4 separate regions of the Mus musculus genome follow, and all the other regions are linked to region 4. Evidence: chromatin contacts called from public HiChIP or PLAC-seq and promoter capture Hi-C data. All regions are on one chromosome and are shown on one strand. Each heading gives the region's core, a stretch centred on a gene start, on an enhancer-like site or on the middle of the called end of the contact. The rest is flanking DNA. Distances are from core to core; before and after follow the strand shown.

Region 1 (7,095 bases), core at 3,259-5,758, 140 kb before region 4:
CAGTAGTTTATGGAAAAGTGATGATTTGATAGCTCTAAGTCCCAGCCATCCAGTCATGCCTGTCTTGTGGACAGTGAACTGTTAGGCTGTGACTTCCCATAAAGACATGCAACAGTGTTCAAGTGGGATAACCATGGACATGTACCAGGTTTTTTTAAGGAAAACTAAAAATTGATGGGAGCATTCATGTTTTAAATTGAGCATGCTTGCTCTACTTAACAATATCCGTAAACACTCATAATAAATCGCTTCAGTCTCCAGGTCTTACAGAGTAGGCAAGTTCCACTGTTAACTGTTACGGCAGTTTAAAGGGCTAATTTAATTTTTTTTTTTTTTTTCGAGACAGGGTTTCTCTGTGTAGCCTTGGCTGTCCTGGAACTCACTCTGTAGACCAGGCAGGCCTCGAACTCAGAAACCCGCCTGCCTCTGCCTCCCAAGTGCTGGGATTAAAGGCGTTGACTACCAAGCCCGCCTAAAGAGCTAATTCTTAACTGCATAAAAAGAGAGGTATAATTTGGATGTAATAGTATTGGTTGTAACCATAACCATAAGAACAGGTCTTCTTTGGGTATGAGATGTCTTTGGCACAGCTCAGTGACAGCGTGAAGCCTACACAAAGAGCCACAGGGTGTGGATCGAAGAGGCCACACTGAGTGCACACACACTCTTTGTGCATGGCTTGGCATAATTGAAAATGCCGTGTCTGCCGTGGGCAGGCTTGCACTTGGGAGTAGAGGACAGATGTGCTTTTCTGACTACCACTGGGAGGGGCTCCCACATTTATGGTGGGTCTTTCCATTTCAGTTAACCTAAAAGCAAAACCCTCACAAAATGTGACCCTGTGTGAGATTTTTTTTGACTCATAGGTGATTTTAGGTCTCCACACGTTGACAGTCACTGCATTGTGACAATAGCTTCGCACATGGAGTCAGATGTGAGAATGGCCTCCTGTGGCATCATGTCACTGCTCATACAAGTCCTGATCTTGAACCATATGGCTTTTTGGACTCAAGGCACTTGAAATGTCTAACTTGCCCACATATTGTTATTATTGGGATGTAGTTACTGGGCTTAAGCCAATGGTTGACTTCAGAATGCCCAGAGGTGGTCCTTGACCCTGCTACACATGTGCTCTATGTATTTAAAATGAGACAACCTCTGCCTTTGTCTCCTAACTTATAAAATACTGATTGTGAGGGCTAAATGAGGGTCATTTTTCTCTGTGCTTATATTTTTATACCTAATATCAACCTTATCCCTAGATGTAAGTATCAAGATTTTATGCAAATATAAAATTTGAATTAGAAATTAACAGTATGGCTACAAGATATTTCTGTATATTCCCTCCCTCCCCCGCCCCCCTATCTCAGCTGGGATAAATCCAGGAAGATTAACCACTTTAGTGATCAGATTGTAGACTCTGCACTGCTAATGACCAAAGGAGAACAGGGTCTCATGTAGGCTGCAAACACACTTGTAGTTCTTGAAATTCTGTAACTGAAGCAAGGGATACAGGGTTTGGTTAGCAATCTACCCCACCAAAACCAGAAAACAAAACTGCTCTCAAAATGGAACTTTATCCAAAAGTTGTAGGAACCAACAGGAAGAGGCCAAATGTGGGACAAATTAAGTATCAGAAAGCATTAATGAAATGAAATAATACACAAAATGCTTGCATCTGACGTTGTAACAGTGCTGAAAACATTTGGTTTCTTTAGAATCCAGCAGTGCACAGCTCATTCTGAAAGGGGAAGAGGCACTCCTGGCCTCCTGAAGGCGGAGGCAGAGGCAGAGGCGTGTCTGAGGTGATTTCAAGAAGGCAGGATTGAGTGAGCCAAGAGAGGAAAGTGAGTTAGGCAGGCAGTTCCTGCATTTATTGTAAGAAAATGGGAGTCTATGGAGATTCTACGCACGCCTCCCAGCTCCTCCTACCTGAGAGATTGGACAGGCACAGGCATCTGTCATGTGTCCCCTCCATTTCTTGTCCATTAAAACTGCAGAATAATCTCTTTTTTAAAAAAGAATGCTGAGTTTGGTGATAATAATAGCATGTGCCTTTAAGTGAGGCACTCAGGAGGCAGAGGTAGGAGGATCTCAGTGAGCTTGAGGCTAGCCTGGTCTACATAGCAAGTGCCAGGACAGCCAGGACCTGAGACCTTGTTCAAAAAACTAAAAAGAAAAAGAAAAGAGAGTGTGTATGTGACTTTCAGGTCAGCCTGGGCTGCTGAGCAAGGGTCAGCCTGGGCTGCTGAGCAAGAACCCGTTTCAGAGGTAGATCTTACTTGTATACAGATTTCATCACAAACAAAAAGCCAATACTGAGCTACTCCTAGGGAGCCCTCCTCCTCTTCCTCCTCCTCCTCTCCCTCCTCCTCCTCTCCCTCCTCCTCCTCCCCCCTCCTCCCCCTTGCCCCACTCCTTTTCCTCCTCCTTTTCCTCCTCCTCCTCCTTCATAAGCAACAGTAAAAACATTATCAAACCCTGGGGTCTGACATTTTATATGGGACAGAAAAGTCTAGGCACGGGGAAACTGGAGAGGGATTTGAAATTACGAGAGCAGAGGTGAGCCAGGGAATGCACGGGGTGTGTGTGTGTGTGTGTGTGTGTGTGTGTGTGTGTGTATAGCACGTGGTGAATGGACACTTGGTGGTTTTTTATAATCAGGAAACCTTGAGGACTAGTTAGGTACTTAGTGTTGACTACTATTAATTTGGAACATCTTTATTATATTTGTTTAGTGTGTGTGCACATGAGTGTGCCATGGAGGGCTTGTGAAGGTCAGAGGACGTTCTGTGACAGTCTGTTCTCTCCTCCTACCATAAGGGACCCAGTCCTTGACAGCAGCTGCCTTTACCCACCAAGTCATCCAGCCAGACTGAGTTCTACTCATTTTTGATAACAGCATTTTCTCTAAAATGTTCTGGAAAGAGAGTCTGAGAAGGGAGGTTGGGTAGGCAGGTTTATGAGTGAGTCTCTTATAGTCCAGGCTGACTTTGAACTCTCCATGTCCTGCTTTCTCTCTTGGGTGTGACAATTACAGGCCTGTGCCACTGCATTCAGCTGTTTAAAGTCTCCTTTTGTTGGCTTGTTTTTTGTTTTTGTTTTTCCTTCCCTCCACCCCACCCCCAAGAAGGTTTTGAGGCAGGGTCTCACTCTGTAGTCCTGGTGGACCTGGAACTCACTCTAACTTGACTAGACTGACCTTGAACTTGGGCTGAACCTTCTTCCTCAGCTGAGATTGCAAGCAAGATTCAACAGGCTTTATAAAATAATCCATCCATCTATCCTTCCTTCCTCCCTCTCTCTCTCTCTCTCTCTCTCTCTCTCTCTCTCTTTCTCTCTCTCTCTCTCTCTTTCTCTCTCTCTCTCTCTTTCTTTCTTTCTTTCTTTCTTTTGGTTTTTTGGGACAGGGTCTCTCTACGTAGCTCTGGCTGACCTAGAATTTACTATGTAGATCAGACTGTCTCTGAACTGGTTCTGTGTCCTGAGTGCTGGGACAAGAGCTGTAGTCCATCACACCCAGCCTGACACTGTTTTTAAAGGAGATACATGTATTTATAAATAAATCATGAGACTGATAACAGTTTAAAGCTGATACTTACACTCAGGGAGGAAGAGTGCGAGGACTTGTGAGGGGAGCCTCAGTTGTCTTTCGTGGGTGGGAGTTGAGACAAGGTCTTGTGGTGTAGACTGGTTCAGAACCCCCATCTTCCAAGTGCTGGGGGATCTAGGAGGGCTCTACTACACATTTGAGTTGTTTCTGGGTATTTTATGGAGTTTATGTGTTTTGTGCTATCTTGTATATCATATTCAATTTAGTGAAAGGTTATTGAGGTGGTTCATAAGCCGTAGGCAAAATCTAGAATCAGATAGGATTTATGACTTGGCACTCTGCCAGGAAAATGTAAGCCGTGTTATTAAGACCCTGGTATGAACAAACCAAGAGGAGGTGAGAGAGCCATGAGCAACTGAGAATAAGCAGGGAGTAGATATGTACTAATGGGGGTCTTAGGTAGTCAGTCTTGGGGTATTCTGAAGTCATGGCTACGGTGAATAAGGCTCCATCTCCTAGAGCCCTTTACACTGTTTCAGCCTGATCTGCCTGGGCGGGGTTAGGTGTAGACTCCACACGATCCAGATCAAACTTGATCAGGGAGGCTGAGGCTGGGGAGGGATTGTGGAGGCCATCTTACTAGTTTTTCTATTTCAGTGGCCATTGTTTTGGGTTTTTTGTTTTGATTTTGAGATTCAAGGTCTGATTATTTGCTTATTTGCTTGTCACTCTTTATGTATGAGTGCTCTATCTGCATGTAAGCCCGAATGCCAGCAGGGGCATCGGATCCCAGTACAGATGGTTGTGAGCCACCATGTGGTTGCTGGGAATTGAACTCAGGGTCTCTGGAAGAGCAGCCCGTGCTCTTAACCGCTGAGCCATCTCTCCAGCTCTCTGTTTAGAGTTCATTTTGACTGGACTTACAAGTAGAAGCTCTCAGCAAGGGTGGTTGCTACATCCTGACAATGTGCTCTTGGCGTTTTCTTTGGCTTGCTTCATGCTCTTGGCTAAAAGTAGAGCATGCTCTGCAGCCTTCTCCTTGTTTTTGTTTTTGTTTTGTGTGTGTGTGTGTGTGTGTGTGTGTGTGTGTGTGTGTTGTTCTTCAGAGTGGTATGTTGTCTTCTGCGTTTATGTTGCCGGGAACAGGGCATCAACACGGTGCTGAATCTTGGGAGCTTTGGTTCTGGGCTTCTCCCTGCTCCCCACCCCCACCCCCTCCCCCTTTTTTTGCTTAAGAGGTTTCTCACAGCATTTTGATGGACAGCATCATCTTTAGAGAGATTGAAAGCTTTTGGATTCTGCTAGCTTTCTGGGCCCCAACCACTGAGTCATAGTAGTACCTGTCAGTCAGGAATATCCTTCTTGCATTTTCTCCCTGTCCTTATCCCTCTCCTCCCCCCACTTCCTCCTTCCCTACTTCTTTCTCTCTCCCTCTTCATCCATCTCTCCCCCTCCCCCCCTCTCCTTCAACCTCTCCCCTCCCCTAACAATAACTAAGCTGAGAGCACTCAGATTGGCATCCACGATGCATCCCTGCACAGACTTGCACCTCTCCCCAGCTCTCCTTGCTCTGTAACAAGCATGTCCCTTACTCCATAGCAGGCCAACTGCCATGGCTCAAGCAAGGCAGCTTATTCATGGGAAACCCTTGTTTGTGGTTCTCACCACTGATCACCCAGAGCGTCAGCAGCGGCTTCCGTGCACTTCTCATAGAATGGACAGGGTTAGGACATTTGCGTTCATCGTCCACCGGAGATACTTCATATCTTTGACATTTATTTTTATCTTGGCTTTATCTTGACACAGCCAACTACCTAGGAGACACCAAGATTCCTTGGTGTCATTTGAAAATTTACATAAAGTCACTCATTTAACTAAGATCTCGAAGATTCTGTTTAGGATTTCTGAGTCTCCTCGGCCTATGATAAAACTTGTTTTTTTAAAAAAATACGTCACTTACTGAATTTCCATGACAGACATTTCAACATATGAACATAAGGAATGGGAGCAGGGCCTTGCACATGCTGGGCATTGGCCTGCAGTACAGAGTCATGCCTCTGCCACAGCAACATACAAAGAAGTGTTTTTAAAACCCATTTTCCCCTCAGGGGAGAAATCTCTTAAATTTATAAATAGATTGTGTTGAAGTTGTTTTTTAGTATTTTTTTTGGAAATTTGTGTACTTAAATAATTGGAGATTGTGTAGTTTTCATTTTGCACTAAGTGTGACAACTGTTTCCCTTCCACATAAGAAGCTCATTAGAAAAGGCCAGTTTCTGTTACTCAAGTGTTTTTTTTTTGTTTTTTGTTTTTTCTGTTCTGGAGTTCCAGTTAGTGAAATACATAGCCCAGGCTGGCCTGGCATGTGCTCTGTGTGTAGCCCAGGCTGGCCTCAGACTTTCTATACCTCCTGCTTTTTTCTCCTGCGTGGGGTTACAGGCACATTGGCTTTTCTTTCCCTTCTATTAAATTACAATAACACATAGGAGATTAGCTCTGTTGTGTACTTACCTGGGGCCAAGCACTGCTCTATACTCCCAAGATAACCCTGTTATCCCATATTTTATATATGTGATTATATAATGTCAGAGAAAATGAAACACTACTTTATTTGACTGATATTTGAATTGAACTATTGCATACATGCATGTATAAGTGCAAGTTTCTCCCTGGCTTCCAATTCTGCATGTAGCTAAGGCTGACCTTAAGCGTCTGCCCTCTAGAGTGCTTGGATTATAGTCGTGTATCACCATGCTTGCCACAAACCACAATGATTTTGAATAGTCATTTCATAGAAGCCATCTATAAATGTCAGTATTCTCTTTCTTGGCTCTTAAGCATTTAGAACCAACCTAGATGTAACGTAATGTAGTAGCTGGGCTGGAGACGTCCAGAGGCACTGACGTGTGAGCATGTGATGAGCAGTGTCAGTGCCTTTCTCAAGTGCTCGCTTGGCATGGATGGCGCTACTCTGCTGCCTGAGTACTCTTGGCACCTTTGGTTAAGTTTTCATGTTGAAGCATCTGTCTCCTGTGTGGTAAGAGTGTGGGGCAAAGGTAACACTGAGATTAATCACTGGTAATTGGGAGAACCCTTCTCAGAGTCAAAAACAACTCTGGCCACAGTGCCAGTTCACATAAGATGAAGTTTGAAGGAATCAGAAGCTGTAAACTGAACAGTATTTAGGAAATGATTATTCCAGAGGAACTTTGAATTAGTAGAGGAGAGTTCTGTGCATTTTAAAACACCCTTGGGAAACATGGCTGTTTCTTTCTTTTTTTTTTTTTTTGAGTCAGGGTTTCTCTGTGTAGCCTTGGCTGTCCTGGAACTCACTCTGTAGACCAGGCTGGCCTCGAACTCAGAAATCCGCCTGCCTCTGCCTCCCAAGTGCTGGGATTAAAGGCGTGCACCACCACTGCCCAGCGGCTGTTTCTCAAAGATGGTGCCCTACAGAATTTTTTGGATATTTGTTTTTGTAATCTGCGTATATGCACATTTACACATTGACTTTAGGGATGAGTGAGTCCAGAGCGGGCAGAGAC
Region 2 (7,911 bases), core at 2,963-5,462, 200 kb after region 4:
ACCTATTTATCCAACTACCAGACATCCATCTTCTTAAACCAGAATTCAGGGGACAGTCCCTTTCCCCCTCACCCTGAACACCCGGTCATCTGTTTGCAGGTTGCAAGATTCTAGAGCTGGGTAGGATGTAGGAGCTATGGGAAGCATCAGAGGCTTGCTGTCCTCACGCTGCTCTGCCTCCCAGACAGTGTGAATTCCCTGGTGTGACAAAGCAAGGACCTGCCAGCAATAACAGGAGAGTTTATTATCAAGTTGCTGCCTGAGGAGGGATATAGGACGGTGAAGGATGGAGAGACAAGCAAGTGCTGCTGAGAGCTGCTGTGGTGCTGGGCAGAACCAGGCAGTGGCCATGGCCCTGCTAGTGGGGGAGGGTCTTCTTAGTCCTGCCTGATTCTTCTTTCAGGCTTCAGTAGGAGGGACGCCCGGAGCAAGAGGAAAGGCTAGATCACAGCTGCACCCAGCAGTTTCTTCTCCTCTGTTTCCTAAGGAAGAAGCCAAGGTGAGATGTTAGTGACAGGAAGAGAAAGGGAAACAGGTTCTGTGCTCTAGGCCAGGTAATTCTGGAGCCAGCTAGAACCAGTCTCAGCAACATAGGACCTGTGACTAAAAGCGCCACAGGTCTAGGATGGATGTGGCCTTCCCTGGCTTCTTTGGATAGGAACATTGGTTGGAAACAGAGACTGTATTGGATAGGACAGAAAGACATGATTCTTTCTGGGACTCACATAATGAACTCCCTTCTTCCCTAAGCATCATGTCTCATCTATACAGCGCCACTGCCCCAAACATACCAACAGAGGGACTCACCGCCTTTGTGAAAAATCTTTTCCAGATGTAGACACATACAGGGGTGAGAGAAGCCAGGAGCAGCAGCACCCAGATACCCAAGAGCATAGCTTGGAGGCTCATGAGCAGGGTCTGAGAACACAGGGCAAAAGACAAGCGTGCTGGAGTGACGGCCACACTCCCACCCCTCTCCATTCTGTCTCCTGATCTGGGTCACTTTCTAACCATCACCTCCAAGTCTACAGCTTCTGGAATGGGGAGGGGTCATGGATATAGAGGGTAGAACTCACCAGAAACCTTTCCCACTCTCCTCAGCAGCCTGAGCTGTGACGTGAGAGATTGCTCCAGAATGGACACACATTTACCATGTTGGTAACCCTTGCCATGTTTGCAACCCTGGGCCACCCATGGTTTGTGGCTCATAGTGTTTCTTTCCCAACAGTATGTGATTCCCACAGCAGTGGGAACAGTTTCTGATTTGTTTACTCACTCCTGTATCTTTAGAAACAATCACCAAGACTAGGAGGAGAGGGACCTACTGCTGATGGAGTGCCTTCTCCCACTGGCCATCTTAGTCTCCCTGCCACTATCTGTACTTGTTCTTCTCCATGGCCGCTTACCTTTAGCATGCTTGTGTAGTATATGCACAAGGCAATCCTATCAGCTTCTTCGGGAACTGGAGTGGTTCTAGGCATGGTGGACCATCCATATGAAGAGTCTCTTTGACAGACATCATCTCCGAGAAAATACCAGTAAAAATTCAACTCACGAGACCCAATAACGATGGCAGCCACAGCGGTGCAGAAACTTGCCAGCACAAGAAGGGTCCTCATCAGGGCCTAGGTAGAGCAGAAGAGAGACCTCAAAGATTCAGTTTTAGCCAGCCTGTGTGTGATGGGGCAGGAGGTCTAGCATAGCCTTGAGGCAGAGCCTGGGTCCTGCCTGGTCCTAAACTTACCCAGCAGGTACCACCCCGTTTCTTGTGAAGGAAGGCAACAGCTCCAGCCAGCATAGCCTAAGGAGTGATTGAACCAAAAGAATCAGTATAGGACAAGTGTCTGTTAATCCCCCGCCTCATTTCCTCTGTGTTTGCCATCTGTAGTGCCAGCCACATGGCCTAGAGCATTTCCTCTGCATCTCAGATGTTCTGCTATGTTCTGTTGTCTATGGTGGAGTAACTGTGTGGGACAATGAGCTTGGAGCACAGTTGTGAGGCTGTAGGGCACTGTTTTATTGACACCTAAGTGTACACGGTTGAGTCAGGTGGGAACCTTCCTATCCATCCCAACCACCTTCTTTTAAAGTCACACTAAATTCTTCAAGAACGTTCCAGGGACCAGAGATCTTGTAGGTCAGAGTCCCATACTGTTGGAAAAGCTGGGGATGCAGAATGTGACTTTAGGCAGCCTTGGGTCCAGACACTTGTCTTAGCAGCCGTTGGGTCCATCTAACTAGGATAGAAGAACGGGGAGTCTGACGCAGTTCGGTGGGCAGATGGGTCCTGATCCTATTTGATTATTCTATAACCAGTCCATATAATCCTGCCATTGGATGGATTAGCATGGTTACTTTAATCTCTCCTCTCAATACATATGTTTTGCTGTTCTGAAAGTGTGGGTCTATCAGAAAGTCCTTTGTACCTATGACATAACCAGCTCAACCTAACCAGCTGTCGTTAAATACAATAGCACTCTTCTGACAAAATTCATCCCTGGATCCCCATAGGATGAGCATAAGGAAGTAAGAGAGCCAGAAGACAATGCTTCCTGCCTGATGCACTCCGCTTTCCCTGTCTTGAGGCAGGCATTAGAGGTAGATAAGCCCTGAGAGCCTTAACTGTTGATGACTACTGATGGCAAGGAGCTTCTGTCAGCCTGCTGGGAGAAGCATGGGACAAGAGACAAAGCTGACCTGCAGCTGCACAGGCGACCATTTCATCATTTGTCATGTACACAAGCACCAGACTGGCTTACTTAATTCAGGTCTTGTTTGGCTACATACTCTGGGGTGCCACATCAATGGTGGTGGTGGAAGGGAAGCAAAGGGACCGCCATCCCTGTGCTCTCAGACAGCCCTGGACCTTCATGATGCCACACTCACCACGATCCCAGTCCAGAAGGGGGCGCCTTCGGAATACATGGCTAAATAATGGCCTATGTAGAGGGTTCCACCCAGAACCACACTCAGAGCCCCCAGCACAGTCTGCACCACCTGGAAGAGAGAGGACTTGAAACACAGCTCTCCAGCAGCAGGGCTACCTGTTAGCTGCAACTGTCTGTACACACAGACAAAATCAACTCAATGTCTTAGGAGGACAGATGTATAGAGGAGGCCAGAGGAAAATATGGCCCAAATGAGGGTCCCTCCCTGGGCCCATCAAGCACGTAGCTACTCTCACCCAGGAGGCCACCAGCACTCTGCTGCTGCCCTGGCTCTGGGTGGAAGCGGATGCTGGAATCCTTAGCAATGAGCATCCGGCCAGCAGAAGTTTGGCCAGAGCAGACTCCTGGTGGATGTGCACATCAATGTGGGTGGGTTGTGGAGCCTCAGGGTCCACCTTGCCGACGACTGCAGTCTCCATGTCTGTGGACATCGTCTGTGAGGGAGAAAAGGAAAAGCAGGAAGAAATATTTGGCAGATGTTTCAGAGGCGGCTTGGAGTTGGGGGCTAACAGAGACACAGAATGGCTGCCCCTGGCTGTGGAGCTGTATCTTCAGCTCTTTTGGAGGGTTGTCTGTCAGGGAAGCCTGATGCTGGAGTACCCGCTTCACCCCACATTTGCTTTGTGCCCCACTGCCATGGTCTTCAGGAGCCTGATGTTTGGATCAAGCAGAACGCACACAACCTATCTCTTCACCCAACCTCTGATTGGATCTCTTCTCCCCAGCATTTTCTGAATCCAGGTCAGAGGCCAAGCCCCTTAAACAGTGTCCCCCTCTAACTGCCCCATAAGCTTCTGTTGCAATTATCTCTTCCCTACCAGGGTCCCAGGGACCACCTCACCCAGACGCCACCATCTCCTTGGATGAACGACAAGCACTGACTGACCCTGTCCCCACAGAATTGAGTGGTAGAGATGGAGGCCATACCTGTCCCTGGAGGCACACCCCAGTGTGTCCACTCCCCTAGCAAGCTCGCAGGGCGTCAGACTGGATGGATCTGGATGGACTGGGAAACGAGCTATGCTAAAGTGATGGTGGGCTGTCTTACCTGATTCCTCTGGGACCGGGGAAGTGTGCAGCAGGGAAGGCCAGAGCTCACACAGAGGCGCTGGCAGTAGTTGAGAACTTCAGCCCTGGCAGGAGGAAGAACCTGGGTGGGAGCCAGAAGGGGAGGGGGAATGGGCAGACCTCAACACTTCCTGGCAGGCAGCTGGGACTGAGGGCCCCTTTAGGGGTTTTCCAGCAGGCAGCTCCTCACTGGGCACTGGAGAGCTGGAGAAGGTGGGCGAGGTAAGAGCTGGGGTTGGCACTGATTGTTCCTGTGGAATCCTTTGATTGCACAGTGCTCTCTCTCCCAGTCAGGGATAGAGCTTTCTGAGCAGGTGCTGGCCTGTGCCACCTTGGGTGTATGAGTGTATCTGTGTCACCTGTATCCCTGCTCCAGCAGGCCTGATCATCTACTCCTGATGGACCCCCCTCAAGTGGGGCCCTTTCCTGTCAGCTACTTGCTGGCAAACTGAGAGACTCCATGTCAGGCCCCATCCCTCCACCCCCTTCTTGCTCTCCTCTCTCTGGGGTCAGCTTTAAGCCAGCTCCTCCCAGACCTCTCAGTTCCAGCCCCACCCATCGCAGAGGACAGCAGGTGAGACAGGACCCTTCACGGCCCCTTGGTAGCCCCCTTTTGAAGCATAGGGTTCCTTCTTCTCTGGAAGAGTCTCCAAGTCTACTCCTCAAGCTCCATCTTGGCTCAGGATGCTTCTCCTTCCTTCTATCTCTGCTTTCCTGTAGGACTCTGGGGAGGGAGGGATGTGTTGGACAGAGGATGTGACTCTGGAAACAGGGCTGAGGCTGGGGAGGTCAGAGTCTGGCTTTACCTTCCATAGTTATCAGTGCCTCACGCCTGCGTTCTAAGAGCAGGGCCTTTGAGACCACGCAGAGGTGGGACAGCTGTGGGGACACGGGGTGTTCTTTTTCTTTGTTTCTGAACACTGGGAGGAGGGATATCAGAGAGCCACTATCTGGAGCGGTGCCAGAAGTGGTGAGAGGCTTCTTGGTGCCTAGGGCTTTAGTTCCTGCTCTGCAGAGGAAGCAGAGGGATTCTGGGTGGCCAGGGCAGGGATAGCACTGGGGGTCTAGAGGGGGCCAGCACCCAGACAACTGAGACTTTATTCCTGGAACCTCAAGGGAAGGTGTGAACCTGAGGCCTTCATTTGTGTTTCTCTTCGTCCCTCCTGAAAAGTTGTCAGACTCCTGTGCTTTCGGCTCTGAGGTGCACGGGTGAGTGGAAGGTGCTCCGTGGCGTGGGGGAGAACATGAAGGGATGCAAAGGGAAGTGACTGGAGTGGCCGTCAATATCCAGTCAGAACTGATGCTTAACCAGACTGCCCAGGAGAGCCACTGGGCAGAACTTCTTTTGGACAGAGGCAAGCCATCAGAGGGGCTAAATGGTTGTTATAAGCCCATAACAGGAGACAGTGGGAAGCTGTGTTAAGCTCTGTGCTGATTAGAATGGAGGCCACGCTGAGGAAGTAATCAGGCAGAATATGAAGACCTCATGGGCCTGCCTGAGGCCCTATGGAAACTCGGAACAGTGGTTTTATTCAGTGGGAGAAAAGTAATATATACCACAGACCACAGTAGAAACTGTTTTTCAGAAATTAATACCTGGACCAGCACCATAGGTCCTTGCCTCTGTATCTACCAAATTATGATATACAGTCCAAAGATCAACATCTTTTTTAAAATTACTGCATGTTTGTAATTTAAACATGCCTGTTCATGTGGGTGTGTGACTAGGGGTGCATATTGCCGGTCGTAATTTTCAGATATAAAAGAACTTCTATGAAAAAAATCAGGACATGTGAGGAGGAGGAACTCACAAAAGCATAAACTAAAAAATGCCTTTCAAAACAAATAGCCAGCCAGCCACTGAAACGGTGAGAGAACCAAGCTGGAGAGCCAGGGAAGAGGCTTTATGTGGGGAGAGTCCTGGGGAATCGTTATTTTTATTTTTCAGACAGGATCTCATTGTGTATACCTGGCTGACCCAGAACTTGCTATGTAGTCCAGGCTATCCTCCAACTCACAGAAATCTACCTGCCTCTGCCTCCAGGGTGTTGTGTTTAAAGGTGTGTGCCACCACACATGGAGGGAACTTTTTACAATACACACATTCCTATGCCTTGATTGTAGCTGTGTTTGGATGAAGATAGACATTTGTCAGACTTCAAGATAAGCATTGAAAATGGAGCAAGTGTTTGCATTAAATGAAAACCTACAATAGAATGTGATATCTCTTAGGTAAGAAAGCAGAAGTAGCTGGCACACTCCATGGAGGTTGGGGGAAAGCCGCTCCATTCTTGGATGAAACGCCTATGTGGTCATTGCTACCACATCTGCTGGGGGCGGGGGGGGGGGTGTCACTGACAACAGCCACTAAAATGCATTATTCTTTCCACCCTGGTTGTCATACAAAGGGGTTGGAAATAACCTGCGTGCCTGTCAATAGGATACTCTTTCAATATTATGACACACACACACACATAGGGGTACTATGCAGTCATACAAATGGAAGCTTTGGATAGACTGGTGTTTTGTGTGTCTCTGTGTGTGTGTGTAAACTCAGGTTCCTTTTCGTCCCACTGAGTGAGACCAAGCCAAGCTATGTTAGGCAGCCTTATGTTACTGTGAATAAAGCAACTTGAAGGAGGGTTGATTTATAGGTTTGTTGGCATGGATTGCTGTTTTTGATGTTTTGAGCTGAGATAAGGCCATTGCTCTGGGCCGCAGGCAAGGCAAACACAAAGGAAGAGGGACTGTGTCCTAGAGGCTGCTTGCCTCAAGGTGGTAAGGAAAGAAAGACAGAGGGAAGAGGGGAGAGAGAGGAGGGAGGAATGACTATGGGGGGTAGATGCTCTTCAAAGGCATACCGTATTGACTTACATCTTCCAGCCAGTCCCCACTTCCTAAGTCTCCACAATCCACCCCCACCAAAAGCACCTGCAGTCAAGCAAGCTGTGTGAGCCTGTGGGGAGCACCACCTAGGAGCACCGAACATTCAAACGATAGCATCCCATTAATCCTTTGGGGAGGGGGCCCAGGGCTGTGCCTGGTGAAAGGCTCTACAAGTGGTTTGGATCTTCAATCAGGGCCACTGTGACAAGGTATCTGCACTGCTCGGAAGATCCTCTTCACCCTGAGCCCCTGGCCACTCCTTACTCCACTTTACCTTCCCTAACTGTGCACTTCATCTGTCTCTGTTGCTTTCCCCAGCAGGAAAGATGGTCCAGAGCACAGTGACTGTGAATGGAGTCAAAGTGGCCTCCACACATCCCCAGTCCGCTCACATCAGCATCCACATCCACCAAAAATCTGCTTTGGAGCAGCTGCTGGGAGCTGTGGGCTCCCTGAAGAAGTTTCTCTCCTGGCCTCAGGCCAGAATCCACTATGGGCAGCTGTCTCTAGGGGTGAGAGTTCCTGAGGTGGCACAGAGGGTGGAGACTCCCATCTTGGATAGGATGCAGAGGAATGTGTTCTGAATCCTCAGGGAAGCACACAAGCTCATGGCTCCCCTTGCATTTGGGGCAAGGATTTGGGATTTTCTCTGCAGGGATTCGGATGGAAAGACATAACTATCTCTCTTTGGCGCAGAGAGGGCTGTGTCCGACAGAGAGTGGGTGACAGGAGAAGAGTTTCAGGGCTGTGAGATCAGGTCTTCCCCTGAGTTAGTTCATGGGGGCCAAAGGCTGCAGATGCAAGACAACACTAACCAAACCCTTCAAGGAGAGGCGGAGAGGACCCCTGAGCCTGGAAGTTCTCAGCATGACTAGAGTTAAAAGTAGATCCAGTGACATAAACACGGGACATCTCACCTGAGGATCCGGGGTGTGAGCAAGACTCTGAGCTAATGGGAACAGGCTTAGCCAGGGAGCAACAGGATGCGGAAAGGAAAGAACACCAAGGT
Region 3 (7,330 bases), core at 3,711-6,210, 170 kb after region 4:
CAGATAGCACAAAGGCCATCAGGCTAATAAGCATGTCTGCTCCAGTTTTCTGGGTGGGTAGCACCCAGAAACTCTTCCCTTGAAAGAACAACCCTGTGTGCTTAACATTTCACGTCCCCCACCCCCACCCCCAGTGTTTCTCTGTGAACACAAAGACCTCCAAGCCTCCTACAGACCAGGAAGCAGGGAAGCTACTGTAAGGACCCCTTCTATCTCACCAAGGTTTTAGCTCATCAGAAATTAAAACCAAGATAGACTAGTGGGGAGGGAGGAGACCTATTGGGTGAAAAGATGTGATTGGTGGGTACACAAGGAAAGGTTGGTTTCCTCAGACAGGATGATGCCGGGCTGCACAGGCCTTTCATGACGCCTTTTATGCAGGATGGGGCACCACCATGACAGTGATTTGAAGGCTTTTTCTGAAGCAGGATGGGGAATCAGCGTGAAGCAACAGACCACACTTGGCTTACAGCATGTGACCCAAACCTCCTCGATGGTTAAACCCTGTTCAGGGACAAGGTTTACCCAGGAGACTAGTGATTAGGCTTCACTCACATGCCAACCTGCAGAGGATACCAAGTTACCTCTTTCTTGGTTGCAGGAGATTGGAGAGCTGGAGCAACTTGCCCTTCACCTTCAGAAGGCTATCTTGCCCTTGCCACAGTCCATACCACTGGACTCTGAAGATTTTCAATGAGGCAGAAGCTATCTATTTGAGTCAGGTTTATGAGACACACAAGTACTTTTCTAATGAGCCCAGGATAGATGCCATTTCATGCTCACCAGACCCAGTCAGCTTCACACCATCGATATATCAAATCAGTAACGTCTCATGGAAGCAGAGGCAATCAAATCCCTGTGGACTAAACTGTGACTTCAGGCTAGAGAGATGCTATATCCCCAGGGCTGAACAATGAAGCTTTATTTAGCTTCGTCAACTGAAATTAAACTGCTTCTAGTGGGTCTTATGGACAGGGAGAGTGAGTGGAAAGGGCCCTTGCCAGATCTGTAGCTGCATAAGCAAATGCCAAGGGATGTGTTTATCTGCTCAGGCTATGAAACCACATCTGGCAGAGCAGCTGCAATTGTGATTGCCACTTACTTAAGCTTACCACAGCTAGACACCAGAATCCACTGGTCTGCCTTTGTAAGAGTCAATAGAGAACAGTATGGAGATGTGGTACGTATGTGTTCTTAAGTCCTTGATCGTGACACTGATCTCTACAACCCTGTCAAGAATGCAGCTCCCATGCAGAGGCTGCTGCAAACTCTCTGGCCTTCCCCTCAGCAGCCCATCCTCCGTACTTTCCCTTCTTCAGACAACCAGTATGGGGATTCTGCTAATTACTAACAAAGTCTGTGCCAGTTATTCATCTTATCACTGGAGATGTAACTACAGGATGGATTTACCTCCCCCACTGTGAGTCAGAGCTCAGCTGAAACTTCATGGATCACATGACCTTCATAAAGTCTACTCTGGCTGGGGAGCTCTAGGATGTTTCAGGTCTTATGAAATCAGTGTTGGTTCAGAACTGTACTCTCCTAGGAGTCTGATTATTTCTTTGTCTCCACCCCAATGCACAGTTATACTGGGTAGCAAAACCACACGGCTCCCTTTGACAAAGCCTAGGAGAGATATCAGCAGTATAAATGCCTAGTGTGTGGGTCATCCTAAAGGGAACTTAGCTTCTCTGTCTTCTCAGTGTTCTGAGATTGATTGAGTGCCACTGATCCTGTGTCTATGATTTAAGATACACTGCTTTCAACTGGCATGAAAGTTTCCTGCTTGTCCAGATCAAGCAGGAACCCAGTAGCCATCTTATCTATTTTGCTTTTAGGAAGAGAATATTCAGCTCAGGGTCGGAGGTCTCTCCAACCCAGCATGCTCTGATTGTTGCCTTGCCTTTGATGTCTACTTTGGTAGCCATATTTTGAAGTGTCACTACTTGGTCCCTATCATCTTCAGGCCAAGTTATTCTCATTTCATTTCCAACTGTGAGGCAGCGGTTCTTACAGTAAGGTCTAGTCAATAGAGACGACTGCTCACATTGCTTTGCAAGGGGCTATGGCTCTGTTCACAAACCTATTGTTCAAGGTATCAGTCAAACACATATCTTCTGGACCCTCCCAGTATGTTGGAAGAGACTTAATGATTACCCTATGATGGAAATGCAATCTCTCCATACCTTTGAATCCTTTCTATGCTAGCTCAAGGAGATCAGACCTTTCTAACCTGCTCCCAAAGGGCCACCTTTTGGTCCACATATTAGCCAACCAGTCAAGGTGTTTGCCTCATTCCTAACTCCCTGAGCTACACTGTTAAATACACACTCTCTGTTTGGGGAAGTATATCAATAAGTTTATCCAGACCCACATTTATGTTTCTTCCACAAGTATCCCGTGCATTTAAGTCAACGGGTCTATTCCCTGAATTTATATTTGTATAAATTACAAAACTCAGGAAGTTCTTTGGACCAGAATACATCTCCTCATGAGTCAGACTTTGTGCCTCACTTTCAGAGGCTTTTGGACTTCAGCTTATAGGTCTAGAAGCAAAGTGAAGTGGTGAGTCTGGGTCCTGGAGAGACTCAGCATCATCTTACATGGCAGCTGCCCTGGGGAGGCCGTTATGGTATACACGGCAATGCAGGCCTAGGTCCCTAGAGCTAAGTGGAAAGGCTGGTCACACTATGTGAGATCACTACTCACTTCTCACATCATGGGTATGAGGGCAGGTAGGGATAAAGAAAACACTTCAATTCATAAGCAGGACATCAGAATTCAGAAACTACATCTCTAGCTTCCTTCAGATTCTTCCACAAAGCCCCATCCAAACTTGCAAAATTCCATTTTTTTCCCAACCAATAATCTTGCCAGCACAGTAGATGTCCCCCAGAGGTTGCACATTCAGTGTTCACTGTAACTCAGCAACTATACAATGGACAAGCACTTGATTTCAGCAGTTTCAGCTTGTAATGACAAGGAAGATTCAGCTCAAGGCACACCTAGAGACTTCCAGGGTGTTTACGTGTAGCTGGAGGCAGAATCCAAATCTTCATGGTCCTTCTTTTCCATCCTTCCTTCCTTTGTCCTGAGATGCTGAGAGCAGCCAGTGTTGCTATAACTCTTAGTTCCCTTCCAGTGTTCACAAACATCATAAGTTGAGTCACCAACTTTCTCTCATCCTATAAGAGACAGATCAGGAGAACCCAGGACATTTATTTTGCATTTATTTGCAAATGCATCATGGACTTTTGGTAGCATTTGCATTAGAAGTGAAGTCCTCAACACTTTTAGGTTTACTGAGGTTAAAGAACCAATTAAGTTTGTGTTTCCTTGAGTTTGTATTCCTCTAGAACCAGTCTTGTTCCCCAAATCTGTATCAGTTAGGGTTTGACAGAGACAGAGGGGTCTGGGGAGAGACTTATTAGGGGGCTTGGCTTATGTACTTAGGGGTTAAGAAGCTCCCTGTCAGACCAACTGAAGAGCCAGGGATGCTGATAGTGAGGCTCAAGGGTTTAGGACTAGAGAGAGGATCAGCATAGTGCTTAGTCTGAGGTGGGTTGCTGCTGTTTTGAATCCCAAAGGCTGGAGAGCCTACAGTTCTGTGGTTGATAAGAGATCAGCATCATTGAGGGGAAATCTAGGGAGGATTTCCATAGGGTTGGCACATAGAGGCTGTGGTTCAGAGGGTGCTAAGATGGCATCTCAAGCTTGCAGCCAAACTTGGTAATGTCTAAGCATCTCCCACACAGTACTGAAACCCGAAGGATTGGAGGAGTCCTGGAGAGCAGCTGAGACTTAAAATGTAAGATGCCAGGAGAGGCCATATGTGAAAGTGCAGCCTCAATTGTTGTGAAGACCCTGCGGTTGAAGGGGTCATGAAGGAGAGGAGCCTGACAGTATGTAGCAGGGATGCAGTCCCTGAAAAGAAAACTGCCTTTGGTGAGAATGGGACCTCAGTTGCCATGGAGACCCCAGCATATTGGCTGTGGGGTGTGGACATGATAAGGCTACGGGATGCCCACCAAAGACAGTGGCAGCGTGGAGTGAGTCCTCTGGAGCATACAAGACAAGTTGCATGCGCATGGCAGAGCTGTACAGGTGGCACTGCCCAAGCTCTTGGGAGTTCAAAGGATCATGCATGATTCCTAGGTGTTGCACACTGAGCTAAATCCACCATTGGGGTTGGGTTTTGGTTTGATCTGATTGAAACTGTGTCCTGATTCTTCCCTCTTGGACTAAGAACGTGTATTACTTATTTTAAATTTTATAGGAATCCATAGTTAAGTGCCGCAGACCCTCTGGGTCCCTTTGTCTGCATGGAATGAGTCTCTGGGGCAGGTGGACAAGGCGTCGGCAGGTGACAGACAGACCTGCTACCCTTTGTATTTTCTGTACTATATAAGATTGATGTTCACTTTGTGAGATTGTGTAGAATCTGAATGTATTCTCACAAAGTGAACATCAATCTTATATAGTACAGAAAATACAAAGGGTAGCAGGCAAAGTACATTGAAGTTACCTGAACAAAACAAAGGAATGACTTCAAAAGGATTTACAGGAACCAGGGAGATGTTTACAGTAAAGATAAAGCAGTCCTGCCTAGGGTCAGCTTAGTGACAGGCAAGGATTTCACACTCTAGTGCTATGCCTTTGATCCTTGTGAAGGCTAGCACCAGGGGGTTCTGCTCTTTGCAGACCTCATGAATAATGCAACATCACAACCCCCCTATTTTCTAGGCCTTGCCAAACTCCCACATGAGTGTAACTTTTAAGTATCTGGAAAATCTCCACTTGTCAGGAGAATACACCAGCTTGCTTCTAATATGTAATGCAGCCTGTACTGAAGGTTTCTATCTCAGTGGGATTCCCTGGCTCTTTTATGATATTCCCTTGTTTGGGTGAGATTTGCTGCTGTCCTAGTAAATATTTTGCAGACCAGTTCTGAGCTACTGGCTCCGTCTTTTGTAATGCCTAATTAGTTACTGAATAGGTTACTTCCTTACTGCATTCTTACAGGATTCTAAGCTAGGCTTCTGGGAACTTGGAATCTTGGGGAGACTTAACTATAACAGAATTTAATCTTAAAAGGCATTTAAAATAAAATATTAAAAGAGAGCTTGTAGTTCCATATACCAGACTAACTCGGGAATAGAGTATGAGTATATGAGTAAATGAGAACGCTAAAGCTCCAGGAGGTGAGTTTCTGTGAAACTCTTTTCCTCGTTGAGTGCTTGCAGACCTTTCAGCCTGTCAAGCAGACTTGACCGGAGTGTGTGGCATTTCCCAGTGTGCGTGGCAGTTAAGAGACATTGGATTTTAAAAGAGAGAACATGGACTTTTATTTGCAGGGGAGCAGGAATTTAAAGATTTATTTATTTATTTTACATATGTGAGTATACCGTTGCTGTCTTCAGACACACCAGAAGAGGGCATTGGATCCCATTACAGATGGTTGTAAACCACTATGTGGTTGCTGGGAATCGAACTCAGAACCTCTGGAAGAGCAGTCAGTGCTCTTAACCCCTGAGTCATCTTGCCAGGCAGGAACATGGACTTTTAAAATGTAAAAGACTATGGGACTTTTAAGATTATGATATGTTTTATACCGAGGTGTTACCATGAAATACTGGTAATATCCAAGAAAGTAAAAGTTGCAGTTTAACAATGATGTGTCCCTGTGTCAATCTGTCAAGAGAGCAGTTGTGCCAGTTAGCCTGGAACATTGTGTCAGCTTGACACACACTACAGTCATCTGGGAAGAGAGACCCTCAGTTGACTAGTCTTTTCACTGGCCCTTAGGAGAGCTTGTGGGGAATTTTCTAATCAATAATTGATAGGGGTGGACCCACTCCTGGGCAGGTGATCATGGGTTGTATAAAAGGTCAAGTTGAATGTACCACAGAAAGCAAGCGAGTAAGCAGAATTCCTCCATGGCCTCTTCTTCAACTCCCCAGGTTCCTGCCCCACTTGAGTTCCTGTCTTGTCTTCTGATGATGGCTGTAAAGCATAGGGCAAAGCAAACCCTCTCAGGCCCTACTTGCTTTGGGCCCTGGTGTTTATCACAGCAATAAAAAGCAAAGTAAGGTAAATGGGAAGTGGAACTCCCTGCTTATCTGGCTCTCCAGGTCATGTCTGTTTTTGAAACAAAGCAAATCTTTCTGTACTATAAGAATGAAAAGAAACCCAGGCTTCATGGCATGTGACTAACTTTATCACAGGCTCCTCTGTGTCTTCCACAAGTAAGTTTTATCCCCCTGTTTCAGAAACTTGCTCCATGCCAAGAGCTTTGTGGGGACATTTTATTCACAACCCATGAGGATCATTATGTTAATGGTGGAAAAGGTAGGATTGGTTTCAGCTTGCCAAGCCTGTGCCCCTCCTGCTCCAGGCAGCTCCAGGTATAAGGCAGAGTGAAACCCCCTGGTGCCTGCCCTCTGCGGTGTGGGCTGCAGTAATAGGAGTCAAATCTATAAACAAGTGAGGATCATAAAACAGTCAAGGACAAAGGTCAAAGTATGAACAAGTAGGGAGGAGGGAGCAGTCCCCTGAGCTGAGGTGTGGCAGTGGATTACAAAGTGTTTTTCAAAGCCCCAGCCTTCGCACTGCGTCTTGGAAGGCTTATGGGTGTGATTTTGTGTGGGGTCCACAGGTCAATGACAAGGAGGATATTACAAGCCAAGGGATAAACAATGTCAGCAACAAAGATCATAATGCCATCAACAGGAGGGGGCAGGATAAGTTGACTAAGGCTTGTCTAGCTTGAATACTACTCAGCAATTTAAAAAAGATGATACTGACATAGTGTGGACAAATCCCAGTGATGCTTTGCTAAGTAGGAGAAGCCAGAGCCAAAAGTTGAAGGGCTATTAATTCATTTTCAGCAGGAAGTGAAGACACAAGTGTTTGTCTCTGGTGGGTAGAGTAGGAGAAGTGACTTACTGCCAAGGGGTCTGAGAGTGCTCCCCACAGGTGATGAAGCACTCTGCATCCTCAGGGGAACTTGGGGTACCCAATGGAAACATTTGTAAAAGTTCATTAAATGATGCTGGAGCTGGGATGAATGGTGACTCTCAGGATGGCATCTGAGTTCACAGAACATGACATGACAGATGCTTTGCAGCTGGGCTGGTCCTCAAGCTCTTGCGACGTAGAGAGCAGCCTGGGTTATCCTTCTAAAAAGAGAGCAGACGTCAGAAGTACAGGAGGCCAGGGAACTATAGAATCAAGGGGTCAGTGTGGCTGCAGGAGTCTCCAGGAGCTGGCCCTGCTGATACACTACTGATCCAGCAGGCCCAATGTATTCTTAGAATAGATACATTATGAA
Region 4 (7,828 bases), core at 4,813-7,312:
CCCAGCATTTGGAAGGCAGAGGCAGGCGGATTTCTGAGCTCGAGGCCAGCCTGGTCTACAGAGTGAGTTCCAGGACAGCCAGGGCTACACAGAGAAACCCTGTCTCAGGAAAAAAAAAAAAAAAGTCAGCATGGGTATGTTGGTGCACACTTTTAGTCCCCATCCCAGATGTCTACTGAGGCTGGCGAGCAGTCTTAGCAGGTGAGGTACCTTACCGCGGACTTCCTTCTCTGGAACCCATATGGCAGAAGGAAAGCAGCGAGCGATTCACAGACTTGTCCACTGACCTCCACACATGTGTGCCCGTCCCTCTGCCCAGTACAAATAAGTAAATATGAACATAAACTAAGTCTACAGAAAGTGTTTTTAGAGAATTACAAAAAACATTTATTTTTTGATATTTATAGCATCTTACTACACGGCCCTGGCTGTTCTGGCACTGGGATTAAAGGCATGAGCCTTAAAGAGAAAATTTTGGCAGCCACCCTTTCTAAGCTCTACTTAACATAGCCTCCAAATATTTAGGTTCAGTAGTAGTATCAAGAGGAGACTTGGACAGCATTTTCCTCGTACAGCTTTGAATCTTTCCCAGGCCTTTACCCTCTTGTCTACAGGATGCAAAGTTTGGGGATGCTCCCAGGATGCCAAAAGACAAGTGTGTTAGCATGGGAGATCCCATGGTAAAACTCTGTGCATACATCGTGGTGAACACTCTCTATATATTTGTGGAGTAAGGCATTTGCATCATACCTGAAACCAGGGAGTGGAGACAGGAAGATTGCCGTGAAATCAAGGCTTGTCTGGGCTAAAGAGAGACTTTGTCTTAAAAATAAACACCCTGACCCGCCCCCCCTCAAAAAGCCCTTGTATAGTCTCTGCTTGTTAAATAGAGAGGTTTAAAAAATGTTATTTGAGAGCTGGGCATGGTGGTGCACATCTTTAATCCCAGCACTCGGGAGGCAGAGGCAGGCGGATTTCTGAGTTCGAGGCCAGTCTGGTCTACAAAGTGAGTCCCAGGACAGCCAGGGCTACACAGAGAAACCCTGTCTCAAAAAACAAAAACTAATCAAATAAAAACCTCATGTTATCTGGGTTAGGGTTGGAGCTATTTCCTTTACTAGTTCCAAGTCTTTAAAAATGCATTAGAAACTCTACTGTTAGGTCTAGCTGCATTTAGAATTATGGATTTCTTGATTGAATTGACTGTTTTTATTAGTAATTAACTCTCTTTGTTCTTTTTTTTAAAAAGATTTATTTGTTTATTATATATAAGTACACTGTAGCTGTCTTCAGAGACACCAGAAGAGGCTATCAGATCTCATTTTAGATAGCTGTGGGCCACTATGTGGTTGCTGGGATTTGAACTCAGAACCTCTGGAAGAGCATTCAGTGCTCTTAACTGCTGAGCCATCTCTCTAGTCCCCTCTCTTTGTTCTTGATAATATTTGTTGTACTGAAGGCTACTTTGCTAGTGTTTAATATATATTATATATAACAGATGCATATGTACATAAACTTTTTCCATTGTTTTACTTTTTCCAAAAAAGACTTCTTTACTCTTATTTTATGTGTAGGTGTCTTATATCTATGTCAGTGAACTATGTTCCTGGTGTGGCCATGTTCTGGATTCCAGAAGAGGGCACTAGATTCCCTGGGACTGGAGTTCAGACAGTTGTGAGCTGCCATGTGGGTATGGGGAATTTAACCTCTGAGCCATCTCTCTGGACCCTACTCTCCCATTTTTTTACTTCTAGCCTGTATATTTTCTTATTTAATGTGAGGGTGTTTTTTGTTTTTAGCACATAGTTGTGCAACTATAAATCAAATCTGAAAATCTCTAACTTTTATCTGAAGCACTGAGGTAATGTACATATGATGTAATGACAGGCTTTCTGCATTTGAGCCTACCATCTTGATTTTTATCCATCTCCCCTTTTCCTGTCTCTTATCTATCCATCATGATGGATTTCCTATCCATCTTATCTATCTGTCTCTACGTTCTTTGCACGGAAAGAGGTGGATGTCCTGTTATTGTGTATGCCTCAGGTTTTTTTGGGGGGGGGGCAGGTGCCCCATATAGAATTTGGACTTGTGCCAAGCAGGCCATGCACCTATTAACCAGGCAAGCAATACAAATAGGATTGACTAGGAGTCATGGCACACGGGCTCTGTCATCAACAGGCTGTGTGATCTCAGGCCTTCAAATCAGACACCCCAAATCAGTGTCAGGACTGTTCCTACCTAGAACAGCCATTAATTGAGGAATGGGCACAAGGTTTATCAACAAACGTTTGTAAATGGAAGTTCACGTTGGAGATATGAGGGAAGAGTTAAGCTGCCTCCATTCAAACTAACTTTAGAGATGAACACATCTAGGTCTAGAGAGGTGGGATTTGCCAGGATCATCTTCAATCCGATGCAAAAGTGGATTCAGCTCCTTTCATGCCCAGAACAATCTCTTTTCACTGTTTCAGAGTCCACAGATTCTGAGGTAGACGCAATCAGAGCAAGGTCAGGCTGGTGTGTGACCCAGTGGTACAGTGCTTGCCTGGCCTGCAAGGGCCCTGGGTTTGAACTTCAGCACTACCAGAAAACGAAAAACAACAGCGACAAAATCGCACCCGATTTCTCCTCTGTTCCTAAAGTTCAGAAGTCAAAGAGAAAAACGGGGGGGTAGGGGGGGGCAGCGTGGGGCGGCGGGGACAGGGATGGATGGACAGGGAAGCCAAGAGCTGACCCGTTCAGTCTGCCCTGGCAGAGTTCACACGAGACACAAATTCGTTCAACAGAGGAGCTGGAAAGATGACTCAGTGGCACAGTACTCTAGTTTGAATTTTAGCAGCCATGTCCGGGGCTCACAAACGCTCCCGCTCCAGGAGATCTGGCGCCCTCTTGTGACCTCTGCAGGCACCACCATTACAATAAAATACGACTTTTTAAAGATTTAAAAACAGAGAAACCCTGTCTCAAAAAAAAAAAAAAAAATTAACCCAATAAAGAAAAGATACATTTTTTAAAAGAGCAGCAAACAGAGATGAAAACATAAGGATTTAGGATGAGGCAAAACTTCTTAGATGAACACCAAAAGTATAATCCATAAAAGAAAAACAATGATGTATGAAATTTTACTCAAGTAAGAAACTTCTGCCCTGTGACATCCAGTAGAAAGAAGTAAAGGAGAGTGGAGAAGACCAAACTTCCACCAATATTAAAAAGCAATTCTAATTTGAAAATGGGAACAGATATGAGAGAACACTTCAGAGAATGTATGGACACTGAATACTAGAGGATTGTTGACGAACCCCCCTGCAGACCTATGGAGCCACTACCACCAATTGGGCCACCACACACTTCTGGCAGGAACCTGAGAAGGCACAGCCACCCTGCTAAATTCTACAAAGACTCGACGTAGCGTAAGCATTATATATAACTTGTCCAAATTGTACTTTTTAGTACGAATCCGAGGGAAATGGACATGAGGAGTCGTAGCATCTTGAGCTGGAATAGCTCTCTGTCCTTTGGTGGGTGAGCGGTTAAAGTGGTACTTTATGACCATGGGCGACTACTCAGAAAGAACAAGGAACAACCTATTTGGTACAGCAATGTCAATAGATCTCCAGGGACTCACACTGAGGAGAAACCCAAGCCGATGTCTAAAGTTCATACGACTAAGTTCCCTTGTGTGGCATTCTGGAAATGCTAAGATATTTACATGGACAGACTCCTAGTGGCCAGGGATTGGAGCTGGGTAGAGGAGGGTATTTGGCTATAAAAGGGCATGGGTAAAGGTTGTATTGGAATCTGCCTGAATTATTCCTTTCAATTTCACATGAGTACACCGTTAGCCTAACACATGGAAGTTCAACTTACAACCAGACAAGCCCGATAATAAGCAAACTATAACGGGAAAATGGGGCGCGGGGGCAGAGTGGAGGTAACCCTGAGTTGGTTACCTTCTCTTCACCCCAACTCCTCATGTTCGGGCTGCTCACTACCTGCCTCCTATGGATTGCTAACCCCTACAGGGCTTGCTCATTGTGTCTGGAATATTTAGTACAGTATAAGATGAGCCCAAGAATGCCTGGGGCTTTGAGACTTCTATTAAAAGTCCATACCCTTCAAGTTCTGGCTACTGGTTGGGTTTTTGTTTTGTTTTTCCTTGGGGGGGGGGGTAGTTGGTTGGTTTTTTTTTTTTTTTTTTTCAAGTCAGGGTCTCACTATGTAGCTCAAACTGTCCTAGAACTCACTATGTAGACTAGGATGACCCCAGACTCACAGAGATCTACCTACCTCTGCTTCCTGAGTGTTGGGATTAAAGACATGAACCATTTATCCTGGCTTTGGCTACTGTTTTACCGACCCTCAAACTGTGGGTGAAAGGTCTTTGCTGGCTTTTCCTATTCTTATTCCTCTAGGTTATTATAACTTGTTGGCAGGAGGTATGGAGTGGGGTAGGGTGGGATAGGGGGAACAGAGGTGTGTAGCTCTGTCCTTAAAAATGCCATTGAATGTGTGTTCTGGCCACGTGCCCTTGCTAGCTGATCTCCCAAGACTCTATAGCCCACTTTTGTAAACGAGGAAAAGGAAATTTATTGAAGCTAACTCACTCATGGCCCAGCCTAGCAGTTGGCACATATTCAAGTCTGTCCTATCCCAAACCCTGGCAGGAAGAACTGCCAGGGAGAGGTGGCATGCTTCCCTACTGCCTGCTCTCTGTGTGACCTGAGCGAATTCCTGGCCCTCTCTGTGGCCTGTGGCCCGGTTTCTCATCTGGGGAAACTGGATAATTCCAAGGTCAGAGTCCCCTCTCTCTGTGAAGGCACCACACCTAGACACAAGATGGGCCGTTCCGTTTGTCAACCCGCTGCCTGCCATCTCTGGGTTTAAAATCCAAACTCAGAGGTGGAGTCTCAGGCAGGACGCCCCAAGTCTGGGGCATCACTGGCTTTGAGGATCCCTGGTTCGGGGCGCGGCTGTGATGGGGCTGGGCTGCTTGCCCTTTTGCCTGGCAATTCTTGGGTGCAGGGACCACAGCGGTTCCACTCTGCCTGGCCTGGGATCCACCCCAGCCAGGACAACCTACCCGAGGACCTGCCTTGCACAAGAGAAGGCAGGGGGTGACGAGATACTCCTCTCCTTTGGAACTGCCTGGCAACCAGCCAGGCGGCCACATTCGGGGTAAGGCAAGGTTCTGGACCGGGCTGGTCTCCGGCCCCTGGAAGTGAGGGGCCTTCTCTTTCCCCTGCTCACTAGCTCCGCTAAGAACAGGACAGCTACACCCTGGTCAGGACAAGGATGCTAGACCAGTATGTCCAACACTGAAAGATGCCTCTGCCACTCACTAGGAAGCTTTGTTAGTAGGGCCCCTGCCATAGAATCCGCCCAGGGTGGAGCCCCTCAGTATCTGCATAGAGTCCTCAGTATCTGCACTGAAGCAGCAGTTGGCCCTGCAGCGAGCAGAGGATGCGGTGGGATGGGGGAGTTCCGCAAAGTTAGCCAGAGCCTCATTTAAGAGCTCCGCCCTGTGAGCAGGAAGCAGATAAGGGTGATTTGGGAGACTTGCTTTATTCTGGGGTACAGGCTGTCCTCCCCTTCCAGCCTCAATCTGGCCAGAGTGGAAAAAGCTTCCAGGGGCCTCGTGGCTTTTGCTCTCCGTGAGTCCTAAGCAAAGAACACACTCCCAGCATTTGGAACAGACCCTGTCTGCGGACCCCCAAACTCCAGTCAAAGGGCCTGGCCCATCATTTGGGTCAACGAGTGTAAGCGCCCAGAGAGGACGGGACTCACGCTTGGCAGCCTGGAGAGGCAGTCCTGCAGCCAGCAGCAGAAATCCCAGGACCCCGCAGAGACTTTCCATGCTGACTCCGAGCGCCTGCAACCAGTCAGGGCTTGACTCTGACTCCCCAGTCCCATCCACCAGGAGTCACAGTGTCGGCCTCCTGCGATCCGCTCTGTTTTATGAAATACGGGGCCAGAGGGAGATCATGTGATGTTTTAAGCAGTGTGGCTTGATCTCCCAAATTCCATCGCTTAACAACTCGTGCTCATGAGTCACTTGCCCCTGGCATCTATTTATTGACTTCGGATGCACGGTGTTTTCATTTTGTGATGCCACATTTGCTCCTCCCCCCTTTCTCTCCCTCCCCCTCCATCTTTCCTAGCTTAAAGGGAGCTTTCTAACATCCTGTTCTGACATTCTTTACCAAACGAAACCTGGTCGTTGGTGGACTTTGTGGTTTCTCTTTTGTGTCACTTCGGTACTCACACTGAAACATCTTTCCAGAATCTGGACAGCCCGCGTTCTCTTCCCCCAGAACAGACAGATCCAAGGTATCATTTCAGTCAATGCCACTGTGCTGTGCATGCATGCATACAAACATTGCATGCTATGTCAGAAATTGCAAGTTCGGGACAGCCCACGGGCTTCAAGCAGAGGAGAAATGTACCCCAAAGCTAAAGTTTCTGGCATATCGACCTGGCTCTGCAGAATGCCCAGAACGAACTGCATCATTTTTGGTAACTTCTCTAAGATAGCTGCTCCAAGTAACTTCAGGCGACTTGTGGGAAGCACACTTGTATTGCCAAAGAGCAAGCATTAGGTGTGAAATCACCCGTCTCTGGAACATAAATGTCATGTGATTAAGCTGTTTCTGGTTGTAGACTGTGGAAACTTGGCCCTGTGACCCTCTCACTGTCAGGACACATCCCTAAGACTGTTTTCTGGGCAGGAGAAGTCTTGGTTGTGGCACACAGTGACTTACAGTCCATTGTAATTCAGGGACCAGAGCTCCTGTGGGGGAAAACCACGTGGAGCAGAAGTGGACGCAACCACAAAGAAGCAAAAGTCTCCAATGCAGAGGAGAAAGGGAAAGAACTGCTTTTGTGTAACATAAATCATATACAGAGCTCTGTCTGCTTGTTTACACACATGTAACCTTTCAATTAAAAATGAACACCCTCTTCTGGTGTGTCTGAAGACAGCTACCATGTACTCATAAGTAAAATAAACAAACATGTCGGTGAACTCCTTCAGTCCCAGCACTAGAGAGGCAGAGGCATCTGGATGTCTCTAAGTTCAAGCCCAGCCTGGTCCTACTTAGCAAGTTCCAGGGAAGCTAAGGCTACAGAGTGAGTCCCTGACTCAAAAACAAAACAAAAGTAAAAAAATCAGAAAAGCGAGCTTTTGTGCTGGTACGCTTGTTCAGTAGGTGAAGACATTAACCTACCAAGCTTGAAGATCTGAGTTTAATCCCTGGAACCTGTGTGGTGGGAAGAAGAAACTAACTTTTGCAAGTTGTCCTCTGATCTTCACACAAGAGCCGTGGCATGTGCCCTTATCCCCAACCCCCAAGCAAATGTAAAAACTGAAACAAGTTTTCAACTTTGGGCAAACCTCCTGGTAACACCTGAGGTGTTAGCACCCTTGGTCGCAGATACAGTTCTGGTTTGCATTTTTGGTTAGATAAGTGATCTTTGTCTTTAAGTAAATTGGATATTAAGCTCTTCTTCAATAAGTCTTTGTTTAGGAAGTTGCAACAATTAAATTATCTTTTACTTTGTGCCTTCCTTGCCCCATCATCAGAGTTGGTAGCCACTAGGCAGAAATGAACAAGAAATGGGAACATCATCTTCTTCATCATCATCTTCATCACCATCATCACCATCATCACTATCATCTCCTCTTCTTCTTCCTCTTCCTCCTCTTCTTCCCCTTCTTCCTTTTCTTCTCTCCTCCACATCTTTCTCCTCATCTCACCCTCCTCCTCTTCCTTCTTCTTCCTTCTCTTCCCCATTTTTCCTTCTCCTCCTCTCCCTCCACTTCATCTTG

The links. HiChIP or PLAC-seq counts read pairs in DNA pulled down with a chosen protein or histone mark. Capture Hi-C pulls out chosen DNA fragments and counts their contacts.
Region 1: a contact with region 4 is called in an H3K27ac HiChIP or PLAC-seq map of embryonic stem cells, with 2.1 times the contacts expected there. The contact joins the enhancer-like site here to the promoter of Gpnmb in region 4. A contact is called at or near these places in 3 of 39 promoter capture datasets (embryonic stem cells and pre-B cells), 4 of 484 Hi-C or Micro-C datasets (embryonic stem cells and regulatory T cells), 5 of 115 datasets of contacts at active chromatin or transcription factors (all in embryonic stem cells) and 4 of 9 other capture datasets (adipose tissue, embryonic stem cells, liver and 1 more).
Region 2: a promoter capture Hi-C map of adipose tissue shows a contact between it and region 4. The contact joins the promoter of Tmem176b here to the promoter of Gpnmb in region 4. A contact is called at or near these places in 6 of 39 promoter capture datasets (the 3T3-L1 cell line, embryonic stem cells, hematopoietic stem and progenitor cells and 2 more), 5 of 484 Hi-C or Micro-C datasets (B cells, embryonic stem cells, muscle stem cells and 1 more), 2 of 115 datasets of contacts at active chromatin or transcription factors (bone marrow-derived dendritic cells and microglia) and 2 of 9 other capture datasets (adipose tissue and liver).
Region 3: an H3K27ac HiChIP or PLAC-seq map of embryonic stem cells shows a contact between it and region 4, with 4 times the contacts expected there. The contact joins the enhancer-like site here to the promoter of Gpnmb in region 4. A contact is called at or near these places in 5 of 39 promoter capture datasets (the 3T3-L1 cell line, embryonic stem cells, hematopoietic stem and progenitor cells and 2 more), 1 of 15 datasets of contacts at CTCF or cohesin (embryonic stem cells), 6 of 484 Hi-C or Micro-C datasets (B cells, embryonic stem cells, liver and 2 more) and 6 of 115 datasets of contacts at active chromatin or transcription factors (bone marrow-derived dendritic cells, embryonic stem cells and microglia).

What each region holds. Positions count from the first base shown.
Region 1 is chr6:49,170,889-49,177,983 of GRCm38.p6, reverse strand. The region is part of intron 2 of Igf2bp3 (insulin-like growth factor 2 mRNA binding protein 3); the gene reads left to right. It also overlaps the pseudogene Gm18010. Among named protein-coding and RNA genes, the nearest start is that of D030074P21Rik, 39 kb to the left of the region's middle. Within about 2 kb of position 4,508, at least 13 of the 459 cell types and tissues checked have an H3K27ac peak or open chromatin away from gene starts, as enhancers often do. A contact at or near this core is called in embryonic stem cells, where this site is marked.
Region 2 is chr6:48,837,675-48,845,585 of GRCm38.p6, reverse strand. It overlaps Tmem176b (transmembrane protein 176B), which reads left to right and starts at 4,212. Exons shown (of 7, transcript NM_001164207.1): 1 at 4,212-4,590; 2 at 7,221-7,414. The coding sequence starts at 7,229. It overlaps Tmem176a (transmembrane protein 176A), which reads right to left and starts at 4,103. Exons shown (of 7, transcript NM_025326.4): 1 at 3,997-4,103; 2 at 3,185-3,382; 3 at 2,887-2,997; 4 at 1,745-1,801; 5 at 1,407-1,625; 6 at 808-918; 7 at 222-482. The coding sequence starts at 3,379. The coding sequence ends at 441.
Region 3 is chr6:48,864,106-48,871,435 of GRCm38.p6, reverse strand. Gm7932 (predicted gene 7932) reads right to left here. Exons shown (of 3, transcript NM_001358003.1): 3 at 5,353-7,178. The coding sequence ends at 7,139. All of the region lies in intron 1 of Gm44764 (a long non-coding RNA gene), which reads left to right. Among named protein-coding and RNA genes, the nearest start is that of Gm7932, 7.4 kb to the right of the region's middle. Within about 2 kb of position 4,960, at least 27 of the 459 cell types and tissues checked have an H3K27ac peak or open chromatin away from gene starts, as enhancers often do. A contact at or near this core is called in embryonic stem cells and stem cell-derived epiblast-like cells, where this site is marked.
Region 4 is chr6:49,034,752-49,042,579 of GRCm38.p6, reverse strand. Gpnmb (glycoprotein (transmembrane) nmb) reads right to left here and starts at 6,062. Exons shown (of 11, transcript NM_053110.4): 1 at 5,788-6,062. The coding sequence starts at 5,857.